2 separate regions of the Danio rerio genome follow, and region 1 is linked to region 2. The links are chromatin contacts, called in public Hi-C maps. All regions are on one chromosome and are shown on one strand. The core of a region is the stretch at or near the end of the contact, and the rest is flanking DNA. Distances in the headings are between cores, read along the strand shown. Region 1 has its middle 92 kb from the start of tnrc6c1. Region 2 overlaps LOC141381234 (a long non-coding RNA gene).

What was found. A called contact is a pair of places that touch in the nucleus more often than the background predicts.
Region 1: a Hi-C map of embryo shows a contact between it and region 2, with 2.2 times the contacts expected there. The contact joins two enhancer-like sites. A contact is called at or near these places in 2 of 18 Hi-C or Micro-C datasets (both in embryo) and 1 of 4 datasets of contacts at active chromatin or transcription factors (gastrula embryo).

The regions. Positions count from the first base shown.
Region 1 is chr3:33,280,988-33,286,732 of GRCz12tu, forward strand. No RefSeq gene overlaps it. Among named protein-coding and RNA genes, the nearest start is that of tnrc6c1, 92 kb to the left of the region's middle. Within about 2 kb of position 2,929, at least 4 of the 62 cell types and tissues checked have an H3K27ac peak or open chromatin away from gene starts, as enhancers often do.
Region 2 is chr3:33,201,292-33,206,903 of GRCz12tu, forward strand. All of the region lies in intron 3 of LOC141381234 (a long non-coding RNA gene), which reads right to left. Among named protein-coding and RNA genes, the nearest start is that of tnrc6c1, 12 kb to the left of the region's middle. Within about 2 kb of position 2,595, at least 16 of the 62 cell types and tissues checked have an H3K27ac peak or open chromatin away from gene starts, as enhancers often do.

The DNA.
Region 1 (5,745 bases), core at 1,679-4,178, 80 kb after region 2:
AAATAGCATTTTAAAGGGTCATGACACCCCCCACTTTCGGTTCAAGTCTACCTCAGAATTTTTTCAAAAGATGCATCATAAATTAATGGGCGTGGAGCTCCGTGAGCAAAGGGCAGGAGTGGGCATGGCCAACAGGGGAGAAGGAGGGGAGCGAACAACTGTTGTCAGTTAGCTCACAAAATTAGACACAAACCGTGAGGAGACCCATGATTTTATAGTTTACAGAGTTAAAATCCAAAAAAATAAACAGTAATTTATGCCCTGCTACATTTGTTATTCATAATTTCATATACAGATAACCACAATTTTATCTATACAGATAGATAAAATACACAGATAAAATATACAGATAAACTACAATCATTATAAAGATAATCGTGTTCATTTAAACAATAACATTATAAATGAGGACTTTTCCTTCAATCCCCGGGTCTAAATCATAGGTCTGAATGTAGACTCAGTGCAGCAGGTCTCTGCCCTGTCTATTTTAACCATTAGCCCTGTTGGTAATCTAGAGCATTTAGGCAAACACAGCAGCACGGCGATGTGTCTAAATGTTAACGACCTCTTGATAAAAGACAACGTCCGCCATTCTCCAGTTCTCCTACTGCTCTCCTGACAAAAATGATTGCTGCACACAAACAGCTTTGCTGTATCGGCCTTGACAGCATCGTGGGGAAAAACATGCAACAATACCATTGATCATGGAAACAAACACATACGAGCCTGTGTACCGTCGGTCCGTGTCTCACAGCTTGGCACTGGCAGGTCTATCTTGCCTTCAGAAAGGACGTGCAGTCATGAATATTTAAGAAGCCGGCTCTTCTCATAGGATAAGAAAACTCAGCTATGTATAATAATGAAAAACCGACGTGTCATTTTTGCACTTGCAGTTTTGCGCTACGTCGCCGATTTTGATCCTGCCCCAAAAATCATTTTAAACCCGGAAGCTAAATATTAGCTGACAAAAGCTACAAATCATCCAGTTTTCTCCACAATTACAACTAACTGGTGCTAACATTGTCTTAACTGATGCCCAACACACACAAATCTGTTAAAACCTCAAAAAAGTACTCAAGGGTTTTCCCTTCAGGGTGCTGGTGTCCCTGCAGGGTTTAGCTACAACTTGCCTCAACACACCTGCATGTATACTTCAAGTATACCTAGTAAGACCTTGATTAACATGTTCAGGTGTGTTTGATAAGGGTTAAAGCTAAAATCTGCAGAACACTGGCCCTCCAGGAACAAGTTTGGTGACCCCTGCTTTAAGAGATCCAACCCACCCTGGCCCTTGCTCATGCCATCCGGCAGGCGTTACAGAAGCCTGATGAGCAAATCAGTGCGGTTTCATGATAGTTTTTATCCAGTCATTCTAAGACTTTTGAATAACACCGTATCTTAAATACTATTGATAGCTAGTATGTAATAATATATAAATCAATAAGCACTTAAACTAGAACTAATTGTTAATATCATAGCTATTATAACAAACTGTGCAATTGTTATTTAAGTATTAATTTATTCTCTTCTGTGTTTTTTTAAGTTGAGTTATATTTTATATAACTATACTTTTACATATTAATGAAATTATAAAAGCTTATTTATTATGTTAGGTTTTTATAGTGTATGATGCTTTTTATGTTTGTGGGTCTGATGTAATGTAATTTCTTCTGCATTACAGTTTATTGTGATGTTTTGAATAACAAAAAAAAAAAAAAAAAAAACTGGAAACTACATTTGCCGGCAGCTAGCTCTCTGCAACTCTCACATGGTCACCCACTGAAGCTTAGCAGGGCTGCGCCTGGTCAGTACCTGGATGGGAGACCATATATAAAAGCTAGGTTGTTGCGGGAAGTCGTGGAGCGGCCAACCTGTGGTCTGTGTGGATCCTAAAGCCTCAGTATATTGATGGGGACTCTATACTGCTCAGTGAGCGTTGTCTTTCGAATGAGACATTAAACCGAAGTCTCATCCGAAAGACGTCGCTCACTGAGCAGTATAGAGGCCCTATCAATATACTAACTCTCTGTGGTCATTAAAAATTCCAGGATGTCCTTCAAAAAAAAGAGTAGGGGTTTAAACCTGACATCTTTGCCAAATTTGCCCACTAGCCTCTTTCCATCATAGCCTCCTAACCATCCCCATATCATAAATGGCTTGATCACTCTGTCTCCTCTCCACCAATCAGCTGGTGTTAGGTGTGGGGTCTGGAGCAATATGGCTGCTGTCGTGTCATCAAAGTGGATGTTGCGCACTGGTGGTGGAAGAGGAGATTCCCCCAAAAAATGTATTTAGTGCTTTGAGTGTCTAGAAAAGCTCTATATAAATGTAAGCTATTGTTATAATAATAATAATAATAATAATAATAATAATAATAATAATTATTATTATTATTATTATTATTTTGCACCTAATCTACTAAAATCCACACTTTTCTAGAGTGATTTTCATCTCCAAAAGCATCCACACATTTTAGGACACTGTACGTAAAAAAAGAAAATATCAGAAAATGATCTGCTTTCATTACAGTTTTCAGATGATAAAATGAAGAATAATGGCACTAGATAAAGGCGCTATTTCATAGAATTATCTCACGATTCATCTTTTCAGCCATTGTTAAAGCACCTTCCACAAAACCACTCGGATATGAGAAAAAAAAATATCGAAATTTCCAAGAGGGCATTATTAAAAGGTACAATGGGGGTTGGGCGGAGTGCTGGGCTGCCACGCGTCTTAAATGAAAAATGGCTTTCTGTGTCCCAGGAGCCTGTGAGCGCTGATGCCTTTAGATGCCCAAGCAGGCGAGCATATAAAACCAGGCACATGCAAAACAAGGGGGGAAAAAATGAATATGCGAACAAAGGCGGAGCTCCAATCCCCTGGGGTGTGAGGGCGAGGACGGGTGCGGGGAGAACTCAAATCACCTCATCCAGAGAGCTACATCATTTGCATGGTGCATAATCTCCAAGGTTCTGCCATGCAAATGCTTCATAATGTTGATACGGGCGACTTTCGAGTGGCTGTCAGGGGTGAATTTATATGTGCACTGCCAGCCAATGCAGGGCTCTAAATCACTTTCAATTAGGTGACACTTTCAATATACAGCCTCTGATTTAGAGATATGGAGAGTTCCTCCTGCATCAAGGCCTGAATCCAGCCAATGTATTGCCGTAATATCAGATTTCATTTAGCATTTTCAGTCTTGCCCTCCTTTGCCAAGTCTTTTTTCATTTTTTCTGAGGCACATTCAAAAAGTCTTTCTGTTTTAGCTGAAAGGAGCCACATTTAGTATGTTTATTACAGCTCATGCTTCAATAATAAATAAGAAGAACAAAAATAGATTACTTTTTTTTCTGACTGAGCCATTTTAATCCAGAGAGCACATTTTTGTATACTTATACATTAAATAAATAAATAAATAAATAAATAAATAAATAAAGATTACTGCTACTTGTTCAAACAGCCTGTTTAAAATGAGCTGAAACAACAACATTTTTGTAATTTCGTTAGCCAGTTTATTTGGTTTATATTCAGACTACTTAAATTTGTAAACCATTATGTAAACTTAAGAGTTTTGTGTTGGGACAACATGAAGGAATTGTTAGAGGATTTGTAGTTTCCAGCATGCTTTGCTTGGGATTGAATTAAGAGAGGGAAATGTTGACAATATTTAATAATTGACAATAATTAACAATTAATCTTAGGTGTTTAAAGTTAATAGAAAGACTTGTTAGAGTTTAATCTTCACTTTAGTTTAAAGATTTAGAAGATTTTCTTTGAGTTTTGAGATGACCACCTTACAGAAGCACCCATGTGTTGGGTGTTGGCAGCCTAATTAGCAAGAATGTAGTTTGCTGCATAGCTCAGTGAGCAATAACTGTCCTAAAATTAGTTCTGAGATCAGTATATCAACAGTATATGTTACTCATGAAATATGCTTAAAATGGCTTTTTTTTGTTTGTTTATTTAGCATAACATCAAATAAAACAATCATCAATTCAAAGAGACTATGAAATGTACAACATACAGTAACAGACATACTTGATATTATCAGATCTTTGAGTTTAAGTTAAAGAAAAATGTTAATTTATTTAAACATTTACTTGATGAAATCATGTTGGACCAACTCAATTGCATATAATTATCTAAATAGTTTTTATTTTATTTTATTTTACAGTAGTTGGTGTCAAACAAATTTATAGGATGGAAGTCCTGCCCTCAATTAAATTGAGTTCATCCAACGAGCTTTTTTTTTGTTGAGTGGATGAAATTCTTTTAAATGTATATTAACAAATGGAACTAAAACATGTCTACAATTTGATACATTTAGAATTTCAACAGTACATTTTTCTCAGTTTTTTTTTTTTACCCAACTAAAAATATATGGAAAATATCATAACTTTACAAAGACGTGGAAGTTCCCATGAGTTCCCAGAAAGAACTTATTAATGAAATGATCCTCTGGGAATTAAGTCTGAAACAAGGAGAAACCAATTCTAAATTCAAAATCTAATATGGCTGTTTAGTGCATCATTCATTCATTCTTTTTCTTTTCGGCTTAGTCTCTTTATTATTCTGGAGTCGCCACAGCGGAATGAACCGTCAACTTATCCAGCACATGTTTTACGCAGCGGATGCCCTTCCAGCCGCAACCCATACACACTCATTCACACACATACACAATGGACAATTTAGCCTACCCAGTTACGATACAATGCAATTCACTATATGTGAAGACACACAAAAAAAAAAAAAATTAATACGGCCCCAGTTTGCTAAAAAAAAGTTATTAAAAAAACTTCTTTTTATATTTTTTGATGGGTATTGTTAAAAATTGAAGCATCAATTCCCACATCTAATGTCCTTAACCATGCACGAATGCCCAGAAGCTCTAGCTCCAGAAATATTTTCCCATTGAGACTTAAAAACAGTTGTTGGCTGTATCTGTAGAATATTTTACAGTAACCATACATTTTTTCATATCAGTTTAACAGAACAGTTGTGTTTATCCACATTTTACCATAAAGCTAGTTTGAAATAGCCCAGTTTTTATTTACTGTAAACAAATAGCAATGTATTTTGATAGCATTAACAGTTGCTTATGTTCGTAGGAGTGGGTGAAGTTAAAGATGTTTTCGGGAAACCAGATAATTTAGATTTTCTTCAAAAATTCAGCTGTTAATGTGTTTAAAGAGTGTTTAAAAAGAATTAAGTTGAATTAATGCAAACAGATTTCATTATGCAACAAAATCATACAATCGATTACAAAACACAGTCCTCACAATATGCTTAAAAAACTACATTGAATAAATTGTAAATTGAAAAGTAAATTGAATTAAAAAAAATAATTTAGAAAAATTCATTATTTTCATAAATAAATTAAATTAGGTTAGTCTAAAAAAATCAAGCAGTACTTCATCCAATTAAAAATGTATCTTTCATTTCAGTTTAATATTATTTGTTGTATTTTTCAAGTAATATATTTAAAGTTAAATATAAATGTTTTTGATTAAGAGATGAGCTAAGAAATATTGTTTTGAACAATGTAAAATTGTAAGGTTAGTCAGTGCATGCATATTAAACAGAAGCTCAATATGCATAGTACTTTCATAAACTTAAAAAAAAAATACTGTTTAGGGCAAATTTTTGATTTTTAGTTGGCTCAAGTGATTAAATGTAGATGTAAAACCATTACCCTAACTTTTTTTTTATTGGATGAATGAACATTTTGTGTGAATTTTTATT
Region 2 (5,612 bases), core at 1,345-3,844:
ATGAGATCTTGAGAAGCAGATGATAAACTGAGAAAGAGCATGACCTTAGCTCTTCCTGATCAATACTCTGTCTGATATTGTAAAATGGGGAGGGGGTCATGCCATTTCTTATTCATTACACATTATTGACAGTTTGTACAGTATGTGTACCGCAATGCAGAGAAAAGGCATGGGATTTACAGTAGAGTCTAAAAGGTACAGTTGTGAAATGCTTTTTTAATAAATGCATATCATTTTAAAAACCAATGTTAAAAGATTTGTCACATTTTCCCCCATTTACTGTATTGATTTTATGTTTATGATAATGCTCACAGTTAACTTTTCGTGGAATAATCAGTAATCAGTTAGATTAGGTCACAATTCATTCTATTAACTACTGGCTAATTACCTATTATTAAGATTTGGACTGTTCACTTGTAGTTATAAAGTATCCTATTCTGCATCCCTAATCCTACTTTATTCTATCTTACTAAATATTAATAAACAGCTAATTAGTAGTTTATTGACCTAGTAGTGTTTGTTAATAACATGAATTTTGATCTAAATCTTAAGTGGATGCAGAATATCTGATCACCTTTACATAATCAATGACATAGTAATAATACAGTTTAGAAATACCACTGTTAATTGTATTTGTTTAGATTAAATTGATTATTTTGAGTTTTAGATTTTTAAAAGTCAAGCGTGTTGTTTTTGACATAAAACAGATTGTTTTCAATTTTCAGAGAAATACAATAACACAATGTGTAATGGACTCCCACAGGACTTTGTTTTAAGACCTCTGCACATATTATTATGTAGACCATAAAGGCCTTGCAAAATTTCAAAATCCGTGGTATCCTTTTTGGCAGGAACTTCTTAGATTTTTGTTAGCCCCAATTAAATTCAGGTGACCAGACTAAAAAATACATTATTTATTAAATAAAACAAACACATGCATTAACAATTAACAATATTTTATTTATTTATTTATTCATTCATTCATTTATTTATTTGCCGCGGCAGCAGTAATGCGGTCGATGTACCAGTCCGTTGTGGTGAAGAAGGAGCTGAGCCGAAAGGCAAAGCTTTCGATTTACTGGTCAATCTACGTTCCTAATCTCACCTATGGTCATGAGCTTTGGATCATGACCGAAAGGACAAGATCTTGGATCCAATCGGCCAAAATGAGTTTCCTTCGAAGGGTGGCAGGGCGCACTCTTATGGATAGGGTGAGGAGCTCTGACACCCGGGAGGAGCTCGGAGTAGAGCCGCTGCTCCTCCACATCGAGAGAAGTCAGCTGAGGTGGCTTGGGCATCTGTTTCAGATGCCTCCTGGACGCCTACCTAGGGAGGTGTTCCAGACATGTCCCACCGGGAGAAGGCCTCGGGGAAGACCCAGGACACGCTGAAGGGACTATGTCTCTTGGCTGGCCTTGGAACGCCTCAGGATCCCCCCAGAGAAGCTGGAGGAAGTGTCTGGGGAGAGGGAAGTCTCTGTGGGTTCCTGTGGGTTCCTGCGACCCAGCCTTGGAAAAGCGCCAGAAAATGAATGAATGAATGAATGAATTTATTTATTTTTTTAGTTTGTTTTTTATTTTGTTTGTTTATTTGTTTATTTTTTAAAAATCAAGGCATTTGAGTGATTTCCCCATGTTGAAGTTGGTTTCCTCTACGTGCTCCGGTTTCCCCCACAGTTCAAAGACATGCGCTATAGTATAGGTGAGTTGAATAAACTAAACTGGCCTAGTGTATGAGTTTGTGTGTGGATGTGAGAGTGTATGGTTGTTTCCCATTACTGGGTTCTGGTTTGAAGGGCATCCGCTGCTTAAAACATACAGTATATGCTGGAATAGTTTGTGGTTCATTTCGCTGTGGTGTGTGGAATGAATAAATGAATGAATAAAAAAATGAAAAGCACTGAAATAGGCTAGATTTTTCCAGGGTATTAGGGTAATGTTTTCCCATCTAAATTTGATCACCTAAGCCAATGAAAAATAAATCATTTGCCTTAATATTTAAGTCTGTGAAAGTACAGGGCATATTGAGTTTCTGTTTAATACACATTCACTGGCCTAAGTAACCTTAACATGTTACATTGGTCCAAAAAAATATTACTTAGTTGAGCTCTTAATCAAAAACATTTAAATTAATTTTTTAAATATTATATATATAAAATATATATTTTTTATTCATATTAGTTTCGAACTTAAAATATATTACTTGAAAAATAAAACAAATAATTTTAAACTGAAATGAAAGATACATTTTTAATTGAATGAGGTACTGCTTTAAAGTTTTTTTTTTTTTTTTTTTAGAGATTCTTTATTTTTTTGTTGCCCAATCTTTGAATCCCATGTGAACCTCGGTTTATTTGATAAGAGGTTATCTCAAATATTCTTAATAGAAATTGTTTGATAGGGCATAAGGAATTAATGTGGTAAATAAATAAAAGAATCCATAAAAACTCCAATAACAAAGGTTACACTTACACTCAGAGGGCTCAAATAGAAACAGAAGCAAAAAAGCAGAGCACTGGGTGCTGGTTAGTAATGAGCATGCCACCGTTGCATGCCTACAGCTCCCCCCTTCCCCTTCCCCCATCACCAGCATCACAGTGATGAATGCATCCCTCCGCTCAGTGACCCCCAAGGTCATAGAAACAGAGTAGTGGAGTATAGTCTCCGCACCATGCGACACGCTTCCAACCCACTCAGCTAACTGCAGCATAACTCACTCTTACAGCCAGACATGAGGCTCATGTCTCCCACCTTACTCTAATCTCAAATGTAATCAAACTGGTTTAATGCAATGTGCTCAGGTTGAAGTGCATTGAAACTGAAGGACAAATAAAGCACACATAAAAAGTAGATCCAAATGCCTGACGTTACCTCAGACACACTGGGTGTTTGATTTAAATTTTGAAATGAACAAAGTTGTAGGAGAGAAAAACAAATAAAGATGTATGTTTCAGCAATTCTACTAGTTACTTAAACATGGAAGCTTGTTTTAAGTTAAAGCAATTAAATTACTCAGCTTTTTTCAAGTAACAAATATTCGCCCCACTTTATATTAAGTGACCTTAACTAATATTTACTTACACTGAAATTAATAATTTGTTACGATGTACTTATTTTGTAAATACACGTTTTTACATTGTACTATGCTTGATTAAATACATGCATGTATTTGCAATGCAATTAATTTCTGTTATTACATACATAATACACTGCTGACCATCCATTACACTTTAACCCATACCTAAACCTACCCATATCCACATACCTGTCCCTATAACTTACCACCAATAACCCCAGAAATGTTCTGCAAAGCATTATGAACACAATAGGTATATTTTTGAATGTAAATACATGTAGTTAAGGCCACTTGATTTAAGAGGGACCCAAATATTAATTCACTACTGAATCAAAAAATTTTATTTGCATCAACCAAACAAAATTTTTGAGTTAAATGATCTCATTTGGGATATTTCAGGTTTAGATTATTAATAGGCAGCGTTTTCAACTCTTGGACTGGACTACACATTTCACTTCCAAATATTTATTATATTCAATTATAAAAAACTCAATTTTCAATGTTCAGAATGTTTCGTTTTACAATTTGTATCGACAATTTCGTTTGACAGATTTGTACAGAAGTCTTACTAGGTTTGGTAGTAGTTAAATAATTAATTAAATATATGACACTTTTTAATTTTTTACTATTTATTTTAGTATTATTCCCCCATGAAATCCAACAAAATTTAAGGGTTAGATGAGTTCATTATTCTAATCTTCATTAATTTATTCATTCATTCAATAAATCATTCATACAGTTACTTTTGGCTTAGTCTTTATTTCAGTGGTTGCCACAGCGAAATGAACCGCCAACTATACCAGCATTTTTTTAATGTAGCGGATGCCCTTCCAGCTGCAACCCAGTAGAGGGAAACACCCATACATTCTAATTCACACACATGCAGCCAATTTAGTTTATTCAATTCATCTATAGCACAAAAATTATGTTGAATAAATTAACAAATATAAATAAATAAATACATAACATATTGTTAAATATTAATGCAAGTATTTGTTTTTTTTTATTAAATAATGTACTTTTTATTCAGGCCACTTGAATTTATTTCGGGCTAACCACACAAAATGTCAACTGACCCAGCCAGGACTTGAACCAGCAACCTTCTTGCAGTGAGGCGACAGTGCTAACCACTGAGCCACCCTGCCACTATTATTATATTTTATTTCTTTATTTTAGATTATAATTTTTTTTTTTTACTTTTGTTAACATAGTGTAATATAATATGATATTTAACAACATTTATTGTTGTTTTATTTTAGCAAAGACATATATTGATCCAAAAGCCCATTTGCTACTTTTAAAATTTGAGTTCTCATTCATTCATTCTTTTTTATCCGGCTTATTCCCTTTATTAATCAGGGGGCGCCACAGCGGAATAAACTGCCAACTTGTCCAGCACATGGTTTTAATTTAGCTTATTCAATTCATCTATACCGCATGTCTTTAGGCCTTGGGAGAAACCGGAGCACCCAGAGGAAACCCACAGCAACACGGAGAGAACATGCAAACACAGAAATTTCTTTGAAATAGTATTAAATATTTCAATGCATGCAAATACGGGGAGGACATGCAAACTCCACACAAAAACTTACCCAGCCGAGGCTTAAACAAGTGATCTTCTTGCTGTGAGGTGATTGTGCTACCCACTGCGTTACCATGATGCCCCAAATTTGAGTTCTTTTAAATTTAAAAGTAGTGCAGAGCCTTTTGCTTCAATTAAAATATTTTTTTTTTATCCCATGAAATCGCATGATACATTTTGAACAGCGTTTTTAAAATCCAATTTATGGCTATTATGACAGCTTTGTTTCCAGATTTTAGATTATTAAACATCTGACTTTTTTATTATTTCTCAGAGTGAGCATTTAAAAAATCTTTTGAAAAAAAAAAGTTTTTTAAAAATCCCATGTGGGCCTTTAAACCTATTTTTTAACATATTTATTTAAGGGTTAGATTACCTCATTAAGTAAAACAAATTAGGTTGAGCATTGACCTGTGTAGTGTAGCATTAAGCAAAGAACACACTCAAAGGCACACAAACACATTGGTATGTAAGCACACAAAAAGACAACAAATGTGATCATAAACGGACACATTGAAAAGAGTATCTCACTAATGCAATCTGACAGCAATCTGAATGAAAACAAGCTTTTCAGGCAACGTCATTAGCAGTTTCCATATGCCATGCTGTATTGTTCTCATATGCTCTCCAGCCTTATTACAGAGGTCTGCCATTCAAAAGCGTTTCCACATGTCAGGGACTGCAGGCCAAGCAATCTCACATGCCACACAGCAGAGTGACACCACATTTATTAAACTTCTCTGCTGGGCACACACACAAACGCACACACTTTCTTCAATGCCAGGGGTTGGGGAAATGGAACCGGGGGGGATGGGGGATCTGAATCTGTTTTCACATTTTAAAAACCAAAGGTAAAATTGTCTGACCTTGACTCATGGAAGTGGAGGGAGGGATGGGAGGAGAAAGAGGAAGGCTGGCAGAAGAACGCCAGCGTATATTAATGAGCTGACAACAG